Linked DNA regions of Mus musculus: all the other regions are linked to region 2. A link is a contact called in public promoter capture Hi-C data. All regions are on one chromosome and are shown on one strand. The core of a region is the stretch at or near the end of the contact, and the rest is flanking DNA. Distances in the headings are between cores, read along the strand shown.

Region 1 (4,301 bases), core at 1,383-3,882, 530 kb before region 2:
TGCTAGAGGACTGAACTGCTGAGAAAGATCAAGCCTGCCCCCAAAGAATTAATGCTGAACAGGTCCACTTCTCCCATATCCTAATATCTTTTCTCTTCCATTACCTCTGCTGGGTGGCAGGCCAGAGGAGAGGTTGAACCCTTATTAAAAGTAGGTTGCAAAGAAAATGTATGCCTACACAAAAGTTGTGGGAGTAACCAACCACTGTCTGATTGGATTTAAAACCTACCTCATGAGTCTGACATGCCTCACACTGCTTTGGTGGCCAAGAACCTGAGACTAGATAGGCCATGGATCTAGGAGAAAAACCAAACTCTACTGTTCTAAAAAAAGGAATTTAGGTATAAAATGAGTCCTAACAATATTCTGCTATATCCGTTGTTTTTAAAACAAAATCCCAAACGTTCAATTTACCACATGAAGACTTAGAAGCCAGAAAGCTCTGGTGAAAGCCCACTAGCTCAGAGAAGCAGAGAAAGCAGCTGACTTTCCTACTCCTCTGACATCCTGGAAGAAAAAAGCTTTCTCCTTTTCTATGCTGTCTTAAATACTACTTAACTCAAAGACCGTCCTTTTGCTCACTTTCTCTCAGTCGGTTGCTTGCTCTACCTCTTGACCTGCCGGTGACTTTATTTAGCTTGTGTTTACAGAAAGCTCTGGGTGTGCTATGGTTGAGCCACACCAGAATAAGGGTTTTCCAGTGCACAGTCCTGGGGTTCTAAATGTGAGCAAATATCCTGCAACAACTCATGGATCAGTGCCTCTTTCAGTCATCATCAGAGAAGCTTCCCCCTGCAGTGGATGGGAACTAACACAGAGACTCACAACTGGACAATGTTCAGAGGGTGAGAGACCTGGGAACACTCAGTCCTAAATGGGATGTCTCCATCAAATTTCTCCCCTCAGGGCTCAGGCAACTGGAAGAGAAGTGGAAAGATTGTAAGAACCAGAGGGGTTGGGGGATGATACCAAGGAAACAGTGTCTTCTAGACACAACAGGGCTGAGTTGTGTAAGTGATGGTAGAGAAACTACTGAACTACAGGGTCAAGTCAGGTGGTGCTTCCAAGTGGACACAAGCTTCCATCCGTAACAGGAAACTATCTCTAATTGGCATCCACTTGCAAAGAAAACAAAATGGTTTTCTTCAATGGAGTCTCCATGCCCAGCCATAGAGGGACAACACAAAATGAACTCAATGATTCTGACTTTGGGCCTTTTGTTTTGTTTTACTTGTGTTTTGTGTGTATGTTATGGACTCTGTGTTTATGTGTCTACTCTCCTCGTACTTCCTCTTTATTATTTTTCTTTTTTTAAGTTCTGGTTTGTTTGACTATTTGTATTCTAAAGAGAGAAATAAAGAAGGCATGGAGTCAGGTGGTTGGGGGAATCTGGGAGGAGCTGGGGGTGGGGAAACATGACCGGGATATAGTGTATGAAAAATTATTTTCAATAAAAAGAGTTAGCGGTAGAAACATCAACAAATATTTCCAAAAAGGCCATTTGTACATAACCAAGGCACAGTACCCTCAGATTCTACGTTGCTCTAGTACTAGTGTACTAGTGTAGTTTACTCAAATCTCCTCAGTTGCTTGGTTGTGTTCAATAGCCCTTTTGTTTTATCCACAGTCCAACTGAGACTCACAAAAACACTTTAGCATTACATCTTTTTGTTCTTAAACCCTTTTCTTCATCTTTCATGACATTGAAGATTGAGCAGTTGCTTCGCAGAACGTCCCTTAATTTGGATTTGCTTTCTCGCCCATAGACAAATTACATGCTTTGTTAAGAATACTGACTCGTGGGCTGGAGAGATGGCTCAGCCGTTAAAGGCTAGGTTCACAACCAAGAATATAAGAATATCGACTTGTGTCCCTTTCTGTGAATGACAGGGCACCTGAAGTTAGCTTTAGTCACTTGGTGAAGGCGATTTTCTGGCTGTGAAGGTCCTTTCCTCTTCAGTAAATAATCCGCGGAGTGAGTGAGTCCTGGGAACCATCGGGATCTCCTTAACCGTTTGCTGGGGAATCGGTTGTCACTAAGGTGGCTCTAAAGCAGTGGTGTGTTCCTTGCACAATTCCTGCGACATTGATTTCTCTTCTAAGAAGAGCTCTCTCTCCATCCTCTCTCTCTCTTGAATTAACTTGCATGCTCTAGAAGCCCGCAGTCGCCTAACCTCTAGGGCCTGGGTTTTCTCTCATCGTTCCAACTGAGAAGACTCACATTTTAAAATTACAGTTGACCTGGGACGAAGTTCCCATAAAGACCTGCAAGTCATCCACCATAGAGAGGGTGGCAGGGTCTGGGAGCGACACTCTGGCTGGCAGCTCGCGTCCGCAGAGCCCGCCCTGGGTCTCTGCTGGCGCCCTGCCCGCCCGCGCCCCTTCAGGGGACAGTAGCTACGGCTTTGGCACATTCTCGCGAGAGCCGCGCCTCCCGGCCCAGCAAAGGTCCTCAAAGGCCTTTCGGCCATTTCCACACCACCCCGCGCCGGTCACCCGCCAGCAGGGCCCCCACTGCGCCCGCGCACTCGCCCGCGCACGCGCAGCCGGACAGTTGGCCTAGGCGCCCGCCGCGGGGCCCCTTGCACGTCTGGTCTGAGGCGCGGCGCCGCGCCGCGCGCACTCGCGCTGGGGGACGACGGGCGCGCAGGCGCACAGGCGCGGCGGGGGAGCGAGGTCGCGCAGGCGCAGACGGCGTTGGTTCGAGAAGACCTTCAGCGTTGCCTTGGTGGAGCGGGACGGGCCCACCCTCGGGTTGTAGGTGAGGCGACCGCTGCCGCGGGCCGGGTGGGCGGATGGCCGGCGGGCCTGAGGAGCCGGCCGAGGCCACGGAGGAGGAGCTGAGGGGCGCCGACCTAGGGCGAGGCGAGGCAGGGGAGACTCCGCTGCCCGGACCCTGTTGGTCGCCTGAGGGCGGGAGTCGCCGCCCTGGGCCGGCCGCGACCTTCCGCCGCACCCGGCGTGCGCACTGGCGGTCTGCCCGGGGCCAGGCTGGAAGGCGGGCGGTTTCTAGAGAGGACGAGTCCCGGAACCCCAAACCTACACCCGACCCTGTCCTCACCCCGCTGTCTGGTGTGTCCAGCACTTGTCAGGCGTGTCTTGCACTCCCGACGGCCGAAGGGTGGATGCTCTTCATGCATCTTAAAAAGCAGAAACAAGGAACAAAAGAGAAGCTGTCTCCTCTAGTTAGTGCCTTTTGTCGTCCTCTCAGGCTCTAATGCAGCCTCAGGGCATGGTGCATAGCTGTCTTGTAGCGCTAAGATGATTGTGAGGTTGTAGCTTGACTCTCGAGTAACATGGAGTCCGGGTTTTCTCGATTTTTTTGCTTGATCATACCAGCAGTGCATTTCCCATTAGAATCATGGGTCCGAGTAAGGGACAGTTTGGGCATGAACGACTTCAGTTATCCACTTGACTTTTGCAAAGTGATGATTTTTGAGAAACAGTGGATCAAAAACGCTAAACGCAGCTTGTAAATAGCACTTAGACATTTCGACCACCTTGGTTTATTTTCTCCCTGATCAGTATGAAAACCTAAAACTGTATAAACGTTTCTGTCTGAATACGTAAGACCTGTGTTTCCTCCCTCCTAGAATGATGGCAAAAGATTTACATTACTACCGGGACTGTAAAATTACCCTGCTAGTGGACTCCAAACTCTGTAACATAGAGCAGAATTTTATTATAGATTGATGTAGAACATCAATACCACTCATTTGCCTTGACTCCTTAACTTTTCCTTTTGATTGATGCCTTGGATAAAACCCGTGGCATCAATTATAGATCCTCTTCTATGTAAGATAAGTGCTTTACCCATACGCCATCCCCATTTCTCTATAAATTTTGGGTGTGTGTGTGAACTTGTTTATGTGGTGTATGTACACGTTTGTGTGCACATCCGTATGCATGTGGAGTCCAGTGGTTGATGTTGGGTATAGGTCTCCTCACTGAACTGAGAAGTCTTCCTGTCTCCGCACTTTCCCTACCCCAGTGCTGTGTGGGTCCTCATATGCAGTTCCTCATGCTTGTGTGACAGACACTTTGCCAATTGAGCCATCTCCTTTGCCCCGACTTTATATATGTTTTTTTTGTATGCTCTTTCCTCTTAACTTTATATCATAGTGTGTGCATGTGACAGGTACAAATTTTCAATGACTTTCCAGTTAGGACATAAGTCTTGCTGAATATGGTGGCACACAGCTATAATCCTAGCTCCCCGGAAGCTAAGGACTATCATATGTTGAGAGAGGTCAACCTTGCTACACAGTAAGTTTGAGGTGAGCCTGGGCTATAAACCAAGG
Region 2 (3,980 bases), core at 577-3,076:
GTGAATAGAAAAACCTGAGATAAATAAAAGGTGAAAATCAACCTGTTGTCAATTTAAAAAGTCAGCTACAAACTAAGGTTTACTTTTTACACACTTGCTTAATATTAAGTTCTGTAGCTCCTAAGTCTGCTAAAAAAATTATTTAAAAAAAAAGTGCCGGGCGGTGGTGGCACATGCCTTTAATCCCAGCACTTGAGAGGCAGAGGCAGGAGGATTTCTGAGTTTGAGGCCAGCCTGGTCTACAAAGTGAGCTCCAGGACAGTCAGGACTATACAGAGAAACCCTGTCTCGAAAAACAAAAACAAAACAAAACAAAAAAACAAAAAAAATTAATTTTTTTCCCCTTAGTGGTGATGACTGGTGATTCAGGGCCTCAAAGATGTTAGGTAAACACTTGATTCCTAGCCAATACATACCCATATTTAAACCAAATGCTTGGAAGAAAGGTAACTGTAATCCAAAGCTTTGAATTACTTATCAATGACCATTATAATGCAGAAAGTCACTCATGACAATGTACACTGTACAGAGCTGGCAGCATTCCATTTATCGGGAAAAGGCCAAGAATGTGCTAGAACAAACTAGCCTATTCATATTTTTAGCAATCACTACAGACCTTGAAGCAGACAGCTCAGAAAGGAAGATGTAATACAAACTCTGGCAAGAATGCATGTATCCACTGCTCTTCAGAACGCTATTTCGCTAGCTATAAATGTTCAACCTGAACAAAAACACATATGAACTTAGGTAGGCTTTCATAGGGCAGAAACAACTTTTGAAATATGGAACTATTACAATAGTAGTGACCACCGGGTGGTTAACATTCCTGTTTATTTCTACCAACTTTATGTAATTCTTACATAAGAAACGATATGTATCTCAAAGGCAAAACCAATATATTTACAACTTTAAACATCAACCAGGAAAGAAGAAATCAACAGATGGTCAAGTAGCAGAGAGTCAACCAACTGGTTTACGAAGCAGCAGGTAGCCAGTTAAGGAAAACAGCTGATCGGCATGCGAAACAACCGAGGTAAACCGAGGCACGAAGAAAGCGCTTCTACAGACTTTATCTGGACTGCCTCCAAACCCTCCACGCCCTCGTGAGCTCAGGCCACCAGATCCTCACCGCAGCACGGCGTACACGCACCAGCTCCCAGTGTCCGCCGCCATCTTATCCCACCCTCCCCTCTCACAGCCCGGAAGCGCTTGCCTGTTCTTCTATCCTATTGGCTCCTGAGGAAGCGTGTGCCGTTAGCCACGCCCCCCGCTTACACGCCTTCCTGCAGGTTGCCTAATAGCCGCTTCCCACAGGCGGGGCGCACACGGGCCCATCCCACTTGGGCCACGCCGCTGCGGTGGCGGTGGTGGGGCGTGGCTTGTGATGGACAGCCGGCTCTCTCGCCCCTCCCACCCCACTCGCCCCGCCCACTTCGCTCCCCCCCCTCCCGTCTGGAAGCCCCCTTGAGGGCGCCCAGCCCTGCCCCCACCGCGGCGCTGCCAGCCGGTTGGGACCCAATGGGAGGTCCGGGCGGGCGACGAGCTAATCTTCCAGTACAGAGTCCGCTCTTTCAGAGGTGTCGGCGAGTCCCCAGCGGCCGCAGTAGCGGGGCGCGGGGTGGAGAGGGGGCTGCGCTGGAGCGGGCGTCCTGAGACTGTGGTCCTCGCTGCACCCTATCTGCAGCGCACCGCGGACCTCGCTGTCCGTAGTCCGCAGCGCCGGGGCTGGGAGATCTGAGCCCTGTGTTCCCCAGGAACCACGGATGCGCTTCTTCGCGCCTCCTCTCCCTGGCTTGTAAAGTCGCCCTTCCCTCCCCCCAACCAGGTGACCTTTGGGCTCGGGGATGGATCCCAGGAAGAACTTGGCGTCTGTGGGGACGATGCCTGAACAGGAGAGACAGGTCACAGCCAAAGAGGCCAGTCGGAAAGTAAGTTTCCTTTGCCTGACCGCAGCGTGTACGCACCTGCTCAAAGCGCTTTTCTCCTCGGTTCCTCCAGGGCTCGTGACTGTGGACACGTACCCCTGAGAACCCGGGAGGAAAACCCTCTAGATCAAGGGTGCCACTAGCCCTCTGGTGTACAACGATTTCGAGCCCAGAACTTTCCCCGGTCCTTATTAAAGAGCTCTTGAGCGTGGGCTTGCTGTATAAAAACTCTAGTTGCTCCTGGGAGTGCTAATACCTCGCTAATGCCTGGCTAATGCTCCTCAAAAGGTCTACATCCAAGTCCTGTACCTTGAAGGCATTCATTTAATAATACAGGGGGTTAATTAATGCAGCCTCTTAGAGATGCAAACAGCGTAGAATATTTAACATGAAAAGCAGGTCTGTTTTTCTTTTCTTCATGTGCGTTTTCAATCAACAAATACTTACTGAAACTTGTATAGGTCGCAGGCATATGATGAATTCTTGAAGATTTGTGCATTGTTTTAAAATATTTTGTCTAGCTTAATTGAAATCACGTTTTATGTTCTCGGAACTTTTTTTTTCCAATTAGTTATACTTTGTAGATTGTTTCCCAGAGTGTCATAGGTGTTCCCCATAGTCTGTTGGTGGTTCCCTCTTGGGTGGTCATGGCGATTGCTTCCTTTCTTTCCCAGTTGACGTGATCTTTGCACTTGAATTGTTGTGTGTGTGTGTGTGTGTGTGTGTGTGTGTGATGGAGGTTAGGGGCATCTTGCTGGACTTAGTGCTGCTTTTCCCACCATGTGTGTCAGTGTGTCGGGTCGTCGGGTTTAAAAGCTAGTGCCTTTACCCACTGAGCCATCTTGCCCTACTTGTACTTGAGTCTTTTTTTTTTTTAAAGCATTTATTTATTTGTTTTATGTGTATATGGGGAAGAATGGAGGGGGAGAGAATCTAGGCGTGAGAGGTCAGCAGAAGACGTCCAGGAGTTGGTTTTCCCTCCTTTCAGCAAACAGGTCCTAGGGCTTCAAGATTGTGTGCATCCACTCATCGAGCCATTCAACTGGCCTTACACTTGGTTATTGACATCGAATTTAATACTGGGCGTATTTCTTTAGGTCTGGATTGCTGGATTGGAGCTTGCTCCTTTTGTTCAGGTCTCTGAAACTAATTAATCCAGCAGTTTTATCCAGCGTCCCTTGTTAGTGAAATTCATGTAGACTCTGGTGTGTAGGAATGAGAGGGGTGTAGGTTAATGGACAGGCAGGGAGAGAGGTGGCTGAGTAGGTGTGAAGACAGCCCACACCGGGTAGGGGTGGCCAGAGCAGAGAAGGAGATGCCCCCTATCTTTGTCAGTGTCCCCCTGAAAGAGTAAAGTCTTTATCTAATCAGGTGAAATTGAAGACCTGCTCCTCTGTGGAAGCAGTCGGTTAACTGCTCTGTCTCTTGTTGGCCTCACCCGCTTCTGAATTACACTGATAATGGCTTTAGGCGAAGTCACTGAACTTATTATATGCGTGACACTGTATTAGTTTTTACTCCCATGTGTTTACTCGTTCGATTCTTAGGACCCGTGCCACTTTGTCTTTATTCAGTTTTTTTGCGGTGCTGAAAGGCAAACCCATGGTTCTGTGCTCTGACATAGATTTTTGCCTTAACTCTGTGCTCAGGACCAACACAGGGCCTCTAGCATTCTGCTAGTGACTGCATTTCCAGACCTCACCTGCCTGTTACCATTCTATTGCCACTTTGTCCTTGCTGTGGTTCAGCACGTGCTTTTTTGGATATTGTTTCAGAAATGCTAAGGTCCCAGGACCTTTATATGCAGCTATGACTTAAGACCTTTCCTTTAGGGAAGTTTACTTTCCTATAGAATGGCTTAGGGGTGCGATTTACCAGCAGGGGTAGGTGTTGGGGGCACAAAGGTTTTTTACTCACAGAGAAGCACTAAGAGAACCAGAAATGTTAATCAAGCTGGGGTGTCTCCTCAAGTGGGGAGGGGTGTAAAAATCAAATACCTTCATTCCATCCAGAAAGCTGAGGGTAGATTTTGTTAATGACCTGGTGATCTATTTT
Region 3 (4,386 bases), core at 280-2,779, 560 kb before region 2:
TTTGCTTCACCAAAAAAAAAAAAAAAAAAAAAAAAAAGACAGCTACACAAATTTACTTCATCCAGATCCCAAACATCCTAGCCTGGCCCCCATGGTCAGTGCTGCTCTGAGTGACTCACTCCACTGGTGCCATCAGATTGCAGCCCTGGAGGCTTGGAGCCCAAGGTTTCTCACCATTCACACAGACCGTTCCTGGGCAGCACACGGCGCTCCTCTGACACCTCCTGCGAACTCTACGGCACGTGGCACAGAAGGACCGTTCATCGTGAAACGCTAAGCAGAATTTCCCTTCGCTGCAGTCCCTGTCTGATGCACACAGCGAGCCCTGTAGAAGGAAACTTGTTACAGGCTGAGGAATTCACGACACCTAAGAGGTCTTTATCCACGGCAGGGGTTGGGAGGCCAAACTCTAATGACAGTGGGATTGCCAGGGCCAACTTTAGGCACCATGTTAATTTTTCAGCATAATTGGTTTTCTCCTGAAAAGAGTGCATCAAGCTACCTGTGAGAAGATCTTGGCTATTCTGGAACTTGTGTCTGGGGTTAGTCTTTAATCAGTTATGAACCATGCCCCAGCCCCAATTTTACTTCAAAGCTCGAAATTTAATATTCCTACGCTCTTCGTGTAAAACCAAAGTTCTTCATGTGTGTCTTTCAGGTGACAATTATAAGTTCCATTGTCACTCCATCCCCTGCTCCCCAACTGGCCTTTTATCATCTATACTGTGTACGCACTACAGAGAATAGTGTAGTGTAATGTATAGTATCCATAGATGATAATGACCCCTTATACAATTCCCGTGCCGTAGACGGTTACAGTGCTGGGTCATGTCCTAATGTGTTCAAGTCCTAACTCCTACACATCTGCTGTGTAGTCCAAATTCCTATCTTCATCATTGCTAGATAGAAATTTATGCCTATCTCGACTTGTAAGGAAGACAGCTGAGCACAAAGGCCTAGCACATGTACCGCTTTCATTTGGTACTAATTTGTTAATAAATGTAGAGCCCTGACCAGAAAACCTTTTGTTTTGCATGCCTTTTAAAGAGATTTTTTAATCTGCAGTCAGGTTGTCTTCTGACTCACTGACAGCTCCTTAATTCAGCATCCTGAGGGATGGGATTAGAGTATGTGCTCTTTTAATAGTAAACGGTAAGAGAACTGAATTTTATGTGCACACATGCAGTCAGACATAACTTCACTTAGAGGTGAGGGCGCCCTGCCCGGCTGATACAGTGCTATCTTTGCGGATGGTCTCAGTGATCTAGCCACACTTACCTTCCCCGCGCCTTGCACATCCGCGGAGCTCTTGATGTTGTTAAAGTCCAGAACCAGGGCTGCCAGGGGTGAACAAAACCAGCTGAGTCCAAGCAAGGTCACCAGTACCATCCTCAGTCACTCTGGTCTCTCGGAGCTCCAGTACCCCTTGAGTCTTCGAAGGCTGCGCTGCTGAGTGGCCCTAGGTACAATCTGCAAGTCGCCCACAGAGGCCTTTTCTGAAAGAGAGACTCTGCCCAAGGAAGGTGTGTTAAATGAGACAGGCCAGGTCTGACCAGCATACTCTTCCGAAACTATTTATAACCAGACGTGGCCCCTCTTCTCCCTCCCAGCCCACTGTTTCCTTCCTTTTTACCCCACACAGGCTACAACAGATCCCTTCAAATCTTTGATCAATAGTTCAAAACAAGGACTCAGTGGAAGAGACCAGAGGCCACAGAGGCTGTTCCTCCAGGCGGGAATCCCTCTTAATTACCGCATATCAAAGTCAGTTCAAAGGGCTCCCAGCAAAGAAGGATGTTGGTATCAAAGGCAGCTCTGATAATCACCTGCATTTCCGACCCTCAATCCTGTGGGAGGAGGGGCAGATGATGTCTTCACAGCAAGTTGTACTCAAAGAAAGAAGAACTCACATTAGCCAATATGCTGTAGATGTTTAAGAAAAAAAAAAAAAAAACAAACACTAATGAATTACTGAACCTACCCTGAAGTTTAAAGTGGAGAAGGGTAACCTTTAGCCCTGACATCTGGACTCTAAAGTTAGGGTTAGGGTCAAGGTCCTGATAGCTTCCAATTGTGAAATGCTGTCACCTGTTCTGTTCAGATGAATGACATTAGGAAATCACTCTTCTTACAATAAAAATTGAACTCTTTGAAGTCAGTTGTTTTATTAGAAAAATAGTGGGGCGCATAAACACCTGATTTCATTTTCAAGTGTCTTAATTTTTAAACTGATACATAAGAGCTTAAATTGCCACCTGCAGTTCCAGTGTGTGGCAAGTGGAGGCAGAGGGGTCAGGGGTTCAAGGTCAGTCTCAGCTACATAGCGAGTTGAACCCTGCCACAGAAAATAAGGTTTAAAGATTTTTTAACTGCCAGGCAGTGGTGGTGCACACCTTTAATCCCAGCACTTGGGAGGCAGAGGCAGGAGAATTTCTGAGTTCGAGGCCAGCCTGGTCTACAGAGTGAGTTCCAGGATAGCCAGGGCTACACAGAGAAACCCTGTCTCAAAAACAAACAAACAAACAAACAAACAAACAAACAAAAATTTAACTGTACACATGGTATGTGAGGGGGGGGGGGTTGCTCATGTGACTGCAGTGCCCAAGGGGCCCAGAAGATGGCGTCAGAGGCCTGGAGGTGGAGTTACAGGTGGAAAGCTGCCGGATGTGGGTGCTCTTACTTCAGCTGTCTCTCCAGGCTCTACATTGAACTTTGGGTTTGGTTTGATTTGGGTTTTGGAGACAAGGATTCTCTATGTAGCCCTGGATGTCATAGAACCCACTCTGTAGAGCAGGCTGGCCTGGAATTCAAAGGCCCTCTCTACCTCTGCCTCCCAAGTGCTGGGATTAAAAACGTGTGCTGCCACCACTGCCTGGCTTCCTAAATTGGTTTTTGTTTTACCTCTGTTTTGGTTTGGTTTGGTTTGGTTTGGTTTTCAAGACAGGGTTTCTCTGTGTAGCCCTGACTATCCTAGACTCAGTTTGTAGACCAGGCTGGCCTCAGACTCAAAGAAATCTGCCTGCCTAAGTTGAATTTAAAAAAAAAAAAAATGCCTACTTTCATCCTTTTTCTCATATATATATGTATATACATATATATATATATATATACACACACACACATTTTTTTTAAATGGAGTTTCACTGTATCACCCAGGCTGCCCTCAAACTCCTGCCTGGCTCAAGCATCTTTGCCTCTGCCTCTGCCTCTGCCTCTGCCTCTGCCTCTGCCTCTGCCTCTGCCTCTGCCTCTGCCTCTGCCTCTGCCTCTGCCTCTGCCTCTGCCTCTGCCTCTGCCTCTGCCTCTGCCTCTGCCTCTGCCTTTGCCTCGATTATCACCCACCCCAAAGTGCCAACTCGGCTGTTACAGAAGTTTTGAACACTTTAAGGAGAAAAACAAACTGGGTGCAGAGGGGAAAAGGCCTTTTAGTCCTCCTCACATTCTTTTCAGTCTGGCCTGAGCCTAGGCTTGTTTAAAATCTACCAAGGCAGGGGCTGGGAGTTGCCATTAGAGCACTTGCAGCTCTTGTAGAGGACCTGGGTTCAATTCCCCTCGCCCACAAGTAGGCTCACAACAGTCTGTAACCAGGGAATCGGACGCTCTCTTCTGACCTCATCCGGCTCCAGGCACACACTGATGCACATATACAGATGATGCAGATGCAGGCAAAACACTTATACACACAAAATAATAAAATCTTTAAAACTTAAATGAATCTAACAAGAACAGTTTTCTGTTAAGTGGCTTTGCTGAGTCTTCCTGCAGGAACCCTCTGCAGCCCAACGCAGCCAGGGACCCATGTGACACACTGTAGTGCTGAGGACATTCTCAGTAGGGAGTTCCCAGGCAGGACTCTGCTCTCAACTGCACCAGGGCAGGGGCCTCTCTGTACAGCCCCCTTGCTGGCAGGGATGCTCTGGGGACTGGGACTTCCTCCTTCCTATTTTATACCATTGTCATGCGCACTGCTAACATCAAAACCCTGAGTAATTCAACAAGCAGGAGCAGTATGGAAGTCATAGAATCCATTTTAAAGGTAGAAAATCATGGCCAGGGGAAAGAACCCAGCTGCCTTCTGGGTGTTGTCTCTGCTTCCTGTTCCCACCTGAACTACACAGAATGTCAGGAAACCAAAGGCTTTCGGTGGGAGGATGGGGTAGAAAGGAGACCCTGTAGCATGAACCAACAAGTTCTTGTGACTGACCTTTAGAAATGAACTTTAGAGTAAGGATCTGGAGTGCACGGAGGGGCCTAGGATGCTGTCCTCTCGTGACTGGCACTGAAAAGTGTAAATGGGGACAGGACTTCAGAGGGGACATAGTGTAGACCTTCTAGAGAAAGAGATACGTGTTCCCTGGACAACTAATATTTGAGATGATTTCTGTG

What was found. Promoter capture Hi-C pulls out the DNA fragments that hold promoters and counts their contacts.
Region 1: a promoter capture Hi-C map of pre-B cells shows a contact between it and region 2, with 5 times the contacts expected there. The contact joins the promoter of Vdac3 here to the promoter of Atp7b in region 2. A contact is called at or near these places in 11 of 39 promoter capture datasets (3T3-L1-derived adipocytes, cranial neural crest, embryonic stem cells and 8 more), 3 of 484 Hi-C or Micro-C datasets (CD4 T cells, LSK cells and muscle stem cells), 4 of 115 datasets of contacts at active chromatin or transcription factors (astrocytes, epiblast stem cells, large pre-B cells and 1 more) and 3 of 9 other capture datasets (adipose tissue, embryonic stem cells and liver).
Region 3: a promoter capture Hi-C map of stem cell-derived epiblast-like cells shows a contact between it and region 2, with 6 times the contacts expected there. The contact joins the promoter of Dkk4 here to the promoter of Atp7b in region 2. A contact is called at or near these places in 2 of 39 promoter capture datasets (pre-B cells and stem cell-derived epiblast-like cells) and 1 of 115 datasets of contacts at active chromatin or transcription factors (embryonic stem cells).

What each region holds. Positions count from the first base shown.
Region 1 is chr8:22,592,144-22,596,444 of GRCm38.p6, reverse strand. It overlaps Vdac3 (voltage-dependent anion channel 3), which reads left to right and starts at 2,632. Exons shown (of 9, transcript NM_011696.2): 1 at 2,632-2,761. Gm30086 (a long non-coding RNA gene) reads right to left here and starts at 124. Exons shown (of 5, transcript XR_870239.2): 1 at 1-124.
Region 2 is chr8:22,057,920-22,061,899 of GRCm38.p6, reverse strand. Atp7b (ATPase, Cu++ transporting, beta polypeptide) reads left to right here and starts at 1,826. Exons shown (of 21, transcript NM_007511.2): 1 at 1,826-1,928. The coding sequence starts at 1,845. It overlaps Alg11 (asparagine-linked glycosylation 11 (alpha-1,2-mannosyltransferase)), which reads right to left and starts at 1,179. Exons shown (of 4, transcript NM_001243161.1): 1 at 1,130-1,179; 2 at 1-14. The coding sequence starts at 1,173.
Region 3 is chr8:22,621,186-22,625,571 of GRCm38.p6, reverse strand. Dkk4 (dickkopf WNT signaling pathway inhibitor 4) reads right to left here and starts at 1,529. Exons shown (of 4, transcript NM_145592.2): 1 at 1,279-1,529; 2 at 175-325. The coding sequence starts at 1,389.